Linked DNA regions of Salmo salar: region 1 is linked to region 2. Evidence: chromatin contacts called from public Hi-C data. All regions are on one chromosome and are shown on one strand. Each heading gives the region's core, a stretch centred on a gene start, on an enhancer-like site or on the middle of the called end of the contact. The rest is flanking DNA. Distances are from core to core; before and after follow the strand shown. Region 1 holds the start of LOC106612862 (BCAS3 microtubule associated cell migration factor). Region 2 holds the start of LOC106612865 (T-box transcription factor TBX2b).

Region 1 (4,403 bases), core at 611-3,110, 360 kb after region 2:
AAGTCATAGACTGTTCTCTCTGCTACTGCACGGTAAGCGGTACCAATGCACCAACTCTGGAACTTTGTTATGAGACTACAATGATCTCCCTTTTGTGTCTAATTTGAAACTGTGCCATGCAAAAGTGACTGTCTTCTAGGTAATGTGTTAGTATTGCTAGTTACTGTTAATTGTAAATGTAGTGGCTAACTGTTCTCTTTCCTTGTGTAGTGTTGTTAGCCAGCTGTCAGTCTGTGAAAGCACTTGTTAACCAGTAGGAGAGTGGGGTAAGTTGAATTTTTTACATTCAGCATCACTCCGTCAAGGGAAATATAGTATTGTTTCTAACAAAGATATCTAGGCTACATATATTTCAGGATGTTGTGTATCCCTGGAAATAATCTGAAATCAAGTAAACGTTACAGTTTTGCCCCAAAAAAGTGGTCTCCTGGCACAACTTACCTTGGGTATGGGATAAGTTGAGCTGCAGGACAGTATACGTTATGCCGCCTAAAAATATCTGTAAATTAATTAAATATTACCATTACCTTTTTAAAACCATGTCCATCTTTATTTCCCAAACACAATTCAACACACCCGCTTTTTGTCTTAATTTTAACCCCGTTTCATGCTAGGTTTAGGACCTCATATTGAAGCTTATAGGAGACCCCAACTGATGTATAGAAATGATCTACTTTGGTTTTGATACAAGTATTACGAAAGGGTCCCGTGTGGCTCAGTTGGTAGAGCATGGTGTTTGCAACGCCAGGGTTGTGGGTTCGATTCCCACGGGGGACCAGTAAGAAAAGAAAAAAAAAGGGAAAAAAATGTATGCAATGTATGCATTCACTACTGTAAGTCGCTCTGGATAAGAGCGTCTGCTAAAATGACTAAAATGTAAAATGTAATGAAACATCTAACAATAAATGAATTTGACTTGGTGAAAATCTTTGTTATTTTACTTGCTGAGCACCATTCCATGTGTTGTTTTCCTTCACAGACTCCATGAAATGATGACCTCTAAACTAAATACTTGGTCAAATGACACCTTTTGTGTATGGTTTCATAGAAGGGTGGCTCAACTTACTTCTTGAGCTCAATTTACGCCACTCTCCCCTAGTAACGTTAGCTAACTTAGAGCCCTCTTGCGGTTTGGTTTTATGTTTGTAGCTAATAAGTTTCCCGACAAATGGTTATAGGAACTTGGGTTAAATTAACGAACTAATAATGAACAGGTAACGTTGCACGAACTACTGTTAGCCTTGCTATTTGCCAAGGATTGCGACATTTGCTATCTAACGTTATCTAGTTAAAGTTGGTTCCTCCAGCTAGGTGGCCAGCCTCAAATCACCAACCGAAGACGACTTAGTCAGCTAACAAGCAAGCTAAATACCTGCTGATATGAATAGTTTGAGGGGTAAAATGCCAACATTGTTTGATAAATGTAGCTATAGTAGCTTGCTAGCTGTGTCAAGAACAAGAGTCAGAGTCCTGTGTCTGAGACAGCAGGTAGCTAACCACCACCAGACAACATAAATTGTCAAACACCAGAAGCTACATCTATTTATTAAATATCATTCGCTTAACAAATAAATGTATATGGTATTCAATACGTACCTAGTGTGTTGTTTTCTAGCTAACGTTACCTTCTTTAGTTCAACGGAGCTCCTTAGCAAATGCAACAAAACAGTGGGAAAACTGTAGAGGTGTTGAAGAGACCAATGGCAGCATTCCTGTGCATTCATCAAGCCAATCAGGGTATAAGAGAGGCGGTGTTGTAGGTCCTCGACCAATCAGAGTGAACAATAATACTGTTTCTTGTGGTCTGTAAGCGTGGTCGCAATATTGGGGATAGCTCAGTGAGATCTGACCTTCCCCCTGAGCCCACTCAGACACTCTTGACACCCATTCCAAATGGGAAATACAAATATGGCGCATGCGCCAAGTGCAACAGCACTACAAAAACATCCTTCTTCAGACACCCACATACGGGTCGAAAAGTCCCTGTGAGGGGTATCATCTCATGCAAGACAACGGGAGTTATATATCTCATCACCTGTTCGTGTGGGAAAGCCTACGTAGTACTAACGAAAAGACAATTAAAACAACACATAGCTGAACACCGCAGCTCAATCAGGTGTAAGAGCACTGACTATCCAGTAGCAGCTCACTTTGTTGAAGCTAACCATCCCATCTCCTCCCTTAAATACACAGGCATTGAGCATGTTACTCTACCAAGGAGATGAGCTAAGTGGAGACCCGCTTACTACAGAGGGAGGCCTATTGGACAACATCTCTAAAACCATTGACCCCTAGTGGTCTGAATATGAACTTTAATCTCAGGCCCTTATGACTTTTTTTTATGAACAAGTCTTATAAATTAATATATTCTTAAAGAAATTGGAAACAATTACATATATGTGAAATTAATTTAATGATGTATGTTTGTAATGGAAATTATATGATTAAAGGTTTGACTAAATGATTTCACCCTGAAAATGTATAACCGAGTGATTATAAGATGAATGTACTAATGTGTGTGTGTGTAGGAAAGGTTTAAGCTTAATGATTTAGCAATGTAAGTAAGACATTCAAGGAAAAGGGGAACTGTTAACAGACAGCAGACAATTTATGACCACTGTGAAACTAATAACAGGAAAGAGGTCTCCCCACCCAGGGAGGGGAGAAACCTTTAGGCTTGCAGTAGATTATGTAACATGGGGCAGGATATGATAAGCAATGTATGTGATGGAGAAGACTTGTAAAAAAGCATTGACAGTGTTAAAGAAGAGAAGAGGCATTTGTAAGGAGTATGACATATGGTATGACCAAATGTTAGGTATAAAAGGCTGTGTACATTGTATGATATTCAGAGCTCTCTGAATAAAGAACTAACCTTTTGCAGACTTCTGGGACTTTGTCGAATTCTTCTATTAACCGGGGCCTTACAACCCCTGGGGAATTGGTAAAAGCATATAGTGAGTTTTGAGTTAATAACATTGGGATGAAAATTCTCGTGACAATGTTGATGCTAATATTATGTACAATATCTAATTATGTTTCCATATTATAATAGACTAATACAGTTTAAGTCGGAAGTTTACATACACCTAAGCCAAATACATATACAAACTTAGTTTTTCACAATTCCTGACATTTAATCCTGTAAAAATTCCCTTTCTTAGATCAGTAAGGATCAACACTTTATTTTAAGAATGTGAATTGTCAGAATAATAGTAGAGAGAATGATTTATTTCAGCTTTTATTTCTTTCATCACATTCCCAGTGGGTCAGAAGTTTACATACACTCAATTAGTATTTGGTAGCATTGCCTTTAAATTGTTTAACTTGGGTCTAACATTTTGGGTAGCCTTCCACAAGCTTCCCACAATAAGTTGGGTGAATTTTGTCCCATTCCTCCTGACAGAGCTGGTGTAACTGAGTCAGGTTTGTAGGCCTCCTTGCTCGCACAGCCTTTTTCAGTTCTGCCAACAAATGTTCTTAATGATTGAGGTCAGGGATTTGTGATGGCCATTCCAATACCTTGACTTTGTTGTCCTTAAGCCATTTTGACACAACTTTGGAAGTATGCTTTGGGTCAATGTCCATTTGGAAGACCCATTTGCAACCAAGCTTCAACTTCCTGACTGATGTCTTGAGATGTTGCTTCAATATATCCACATAATTTTCCTCCCTCGTGATGCCATCTATTTTGTGAAGTGCACCAGTCCCTCCGGCAGCAAAGCACCCCCACAACATGATGCTGCCACCCTCATGCTTCACGGTTGGGATGGTGTTCTTCGGCTTGCAAGCCTCCCCCTTTTTCCTCCAAACATAACGATGGTCATTATGGCCAAACAGTTCTATTTTTGTTTCATCAGACCAGAGGACATTACTCCAAAAAGTACCATCTTTGTCCCCATGTGCAGTTGCAAACTGTAGTATTGCTTTTTTATGGTGGTTTTGGAGTAGTGGCTTCTTCCTTACTGAGCGGCCTTTCAGGTTATGTCGATATAGGACTCGTTTTACTGTGGATATAGATACTTTTGTACCTGTTTCCTCCAGAATCTTCACAAGGTCCTTTGCTGTTGTTCTGGGATTGATTTGCACTTTTCGCACCAAAGTATGTTCATCTCTAGGAGACAGAACCCATCTCCTTCCTGAGCGGTGTGACGGCTGTGTGGTCCCATGGTGTTTATACTTGCGTACTATTGTTTGTACAGATGAACGTGGTACCTTCAGGCATTTGAAAATTGCTCCCAAGGATGAACCAGACTTGTGGAGGTCTACAATTTTTTTTCTGAGGTCTTGGCTGATTTCTTTTGATTTTCCCATGATGTCAAGCAAAGAGGCACAGAGTTTGAAGGTAGGGCTTGAAATACATCCACAGGTACACCTCCAATTGGCTCAAATGATGTCAATTA
Region 2 (4,270 bases), core at 96-2,595:
GAACCATCGAAACTAAATAAAATGCTATAAGTCAGGTCACAATAGTAAACTGTGATTGTATTTATCACTTTTAAGTTAAATAATTAACTTATTTCGATAATAAACTAGGCCTATAAGTTAAAGAACAGACGATAGTCTACAAAGAATAGCATCAACACATTGAGCCAGTCTAGCCTAGAGCAGGCCCTGTAATATTGTTTCGCTGGAATCCTAAATGTAACTACTTTCGAACCCGCTTGCTTTCGCCATAATCTTTCTGAAGCGTTACAGAATAAATCTGAACACAAAACCTATACAGTATGGACAATATTTGTCCCACCCAGATTTACATGCTATAATCGCCATTGATGGACAGAGAATAACCATGACGCTGTAGTCAGCCTCGCTGGCAATTATAATCAGAGCGCACTCTTACCTTCCAGATTTGGTAATAACCATCTCTGTTCCTATTTTGTGAAACTGGTCCCATAGGTCCTTGGCCTCCAGTGTGACTTTAGGGTCGTCCTCCACCTCTTCCTCGGGCTCCAGGCTCTTCAGGCTGCGGAGATGAGCCGCCTGGTGGTGGTGGCTGAGAGCCGGGTGGAGCCCTGCCTCCGCGGCTCCGACGAGGTGGTCCGACATGGGCTTAGTAAGAGCCGCGTGAGGCAGAGTGAGCGTCGGGAAGAAGGAGGGCTGCGCGGCCGCTAGGAAAGCTGACATGGAGAAGTCGGTCGGCCGGTGAGCGTGGAAAGGGTGATAAGCCATGGCAGTCCCTGTGAAAACTGGATCTCTCATCGGTGCATCCAAAATATCGAAGTGAAATTATGATATACAGTGATATTCTCCCCCCTCGGCAAATCAGTAGGACAGTTTCCAGAATAATGTATTGTTATTTCTGTAAGAAGTATACACAAGTAATGTCGAATACTGTGCCAGATAGGCTATGAATAGACGGGTTATAGCAGAAAAAAACTGAATTGATAGGAACTAGCCTATACTACACGTAAACTCCCGTTGCTGGTACCTCCACGAAGTGCAGTAACAATATCAGTCAAAGATAGTGAAGCAGCTACGCTTTGAGAGCAGAATCGTTGTTTCCTTCTTTCTCTCGACCAGTCGCTTTGAGAAAAATAAGATGTCTCTCTGAAGGCTGAAGCAATCATTCCACACGGACACGGAGTTGAAATGGTTAGATCTTGCCCTGTTCACTGAAGAACTGTGACTATCTCACATGTTCTTCCTGCCTCGATCCCAACACTAATGAACCAAGCCCCTTTGATTGCTGATTTTACGCTTTCTGGACCAATTGTGGGCCTCTATAGGCGTGGTTTTGACAGCTCGAGCCAGACTCGAAGAGAGGGGGTGGACAATAAGGTGTCGGAAGCATTAGCAGTAAGAAAACATGTCAACAGAATAAAATATTAACCAATGACAGGAAAGCTCGGGAAATCCCACCCCCATCTCCAAACCAAACACCGGGTCAGCCCTCAATTCTTGACCGGTGGAGGCATCACCTCGGTCGGCTTGCGCTTTATACTTTCGATGAGGTGCATAACTCCAGCCCAGAAACAGTGCCCGAATAGATAGCCTACGTTTATTACTCTATATTCGCTTTCATGATAGCCTATAGGTAGACTAAATAATGTTAGTAGGCTATACCGGTGATTGTTTTTTTTAAAGAATGAAGAAGATTCCAAATAGATTCGTTGTGGTTCCATTCCATGTGAAGTTGATATTATCAGTTTAGTTCCTCGTCAGTTTTACCTCATAGCCATTCTATCTAGTTTCGTTTGTTAGAAATCCCCGCGCAGTTTTATCTGTTTAAGTATTTATCGTGGTTTGGCCATAATAACATACAGTTCCATCACTGCTTGTGCGTAATGGTAGACTTAGATAGACTACGCTGAGACGGTAAGAGAGTCCACAGCCACCCGTACCTCAATGGTAGGCAATCGGACTCGATTTAGTGATTATATTCCAGGGCTGTCGATTTCCGTGACTCGCTGCGGTTTTGTGAACGCTTCACCGCAAGGACAGCGACTAATAAACCGGACATTGCCACTTTAAAAACAGCCCCGGGTTATTCGAAAAGCGCAGCACCAGATGCTGCATCGAAGCATGAAGAAAAGAAAACAGATGAATGAATGAATTTCGAGAGCAAAATTGACAGATAGAACGCGGTAAGTGCTTGCTTATAGCCTTACAGAAACGAAATATATATTGTTTTTCTAACGTGTAACCTATGTCCCCTTCACTTGGTTTTTGGCACAATAAATTCTTCATGCACACGTTATAACCTACGCAAAGTGAATTATTGTACATTCACTTTATTTGATTGCCTTATATCCTCAATAGTGAAAATAATAATACCAGGAATAGCCTGACGTAGCCTATCAATAGCTCTCCGATACTATACTGTATAGACGTAGGCTATTCCTTTAATTCTAATATGATCTTCTTCGCTCTCATTTTCAGCATAAACTGACACAGCAATGATATGATTTATAATACATTGTCATGGGCAGGCTCTCTTCTGAGCGTGAGGGAACAACAGTGTCCGGACTCGCCTGGGCTGTTTGTTGGTATGTGTCAAACCACATACACGTACATTACACACTTCAGAACCCGACCAGAAACTCGGTCTCGGTACTGCTGTGTTGTACCTTTAAGAAATCCATTCTGTGGGCCCTAGGCTTGATTAACTTGGATTCGGTTGGTTAAAGAGCCGTTTGGCGCCAGTCGGCTGACGCACCACAATAAGAGCAGACTCTTGTCACTTCATATTTACCCTAAAATCCTACCAGCGACGCCGTTCAATCCGCCTTGCCATCCACGCCAAAGCTGCGGTTATGCTTTGCGTTTTGCGGCTGAGAATGCTCTTTCGGAATGATTATTACTTTGCATCAAAATGTGAGAATTTGGATATACACGGAACAGTCTGCCCAGAAGTTGATCCGACGCATACAAGTAGAACCGGTTCCGCTCTAGCTCAATCCAGAACATCGTCACTTTGACATAAAAACGGAAACAAAAACGAATAATCCTTCCGAATAAATTCGTCAGATACAAACCACACATTTCCGATTAACCATTATATTGCCGGCTGAATCGGTGTTTTGTGTAGGTCTACATTTCTTCCATATCAGTGTTCGCACATCTCCATTGGCATGTGTAATATTCAATAGAATATTACACATGCCTTTCCAAGTGCACGTTGAGAGCTTGAAGGATTTACATTAGATAAAAAAACGGAATGAAATTAAACGTAATCTATGCTTAAAAGTAGTCTACTTTTGAGAGTTTCACACATTTTGAATGGTATAAGGTGCAATAACTATTGGCCTTGTTTTGTGGTCTGTTCTAGTGCCTTTTACTATCTAATTCATATGATGTGATTAGTCATGTATCACTAATAAAATATTACCCATCCTGCAGCATGTTCCTTGGTGGTAAGAGGTGAGTGAGACACTTGTTGCTTATATCTCAACTTGAAAATTTCAGCCAAATCCAGAGACAGTGGATTATTTTCGGAACATTGATCACTTGTTTTTTCAGACCTACCCTATTAAAACCCGACTGACGTCTCTGTGCACCGTGCAAACGAATTTCTATCTATGTCAAAACTAATTTTACTTCCAATACCATTATTATTATTTTTTTTATCTGAGAGACATTCTGTAAATGGTTTTATAGACTTATCACACCAGCCGTGCTCAAAATTGTAGTGAATTTATTTAGGCCTTGTTGTCAATACATTTTGTGATCACAGCGAGCAGAATAAAACGTGTAGGCAGGCTTTATCAGGCTTGATCTGAATACATTTTCTGTATAACTTAATTGGATCTTTATGTTGTGGACTAAACTTAAAGGAATCAGGTAAAATGTGATTATTTATTTCGTTTCTATTATGAAGAATATAATCAGAATAATGGGAAGTTGTTGAAACCCTATAGAATGATTGTTGTTATAATAGGTTAAGGGTGGTCAATTATGCATAATGGATAAAGATATAACATTTGGCTACTACTTTTCTATCTCATTAGGCCCAGCATGTTTCATCATTTAGGTTTGTGAATATAATGTTCTTATTAAACCTCTGAAATTACAGTTAGGGAATGTATTATGTATAGGGCTACAGTTTCAGTGGTATTTATCATTAAGCCTATTTCAGATCTATTTGATTTAGTTTGAGTTGAGGATAACTTTTTTTTTTTATCAATCTCACATCTTTAAAGCCCTATGCTTCTTTTTTCAAAAAACCTGGTCAGTCTTTGTACTTGTCTGTCATGTT

What was found. A called contact is a pair of places that touch in the nucleus more often than the background predicts.
Region 1: a contact with region 2 is called in a Hi-C map of gill, with 4 times the contacts expected there. The contact joins the promoter of LOC106612862 here to the promoter of LOC106612865 in region 2. A contact is called at or near these places in 2 of 3 Hi-C or Micro-C datasets (gill and muscle).

What each region holds. Positions count from the first base shown.
Region 1 is chrssa09:128,190,359-128,194,761 of Ssal_v3.1, forward strand. It overlaps LOC106612862 (BCAS3 microtubule associated cell migration factor), which reads right to left and starts at 1,861. Exons shown (of 26, transcript XM_045724535.1): 1 at 1,626-1,861; 2 at 442-499.
Region 2 is chrssa09:127,833,471-127,837,740 of Ssal_v3.1, forward strand. LOC106612865 (T-box transcription factor TBX2b) reads right to left here and starts at 1,346. Exons shown (of 7, transcript XM_014214451.2): 1 at 416-1,346. The coding sequence starts at 774.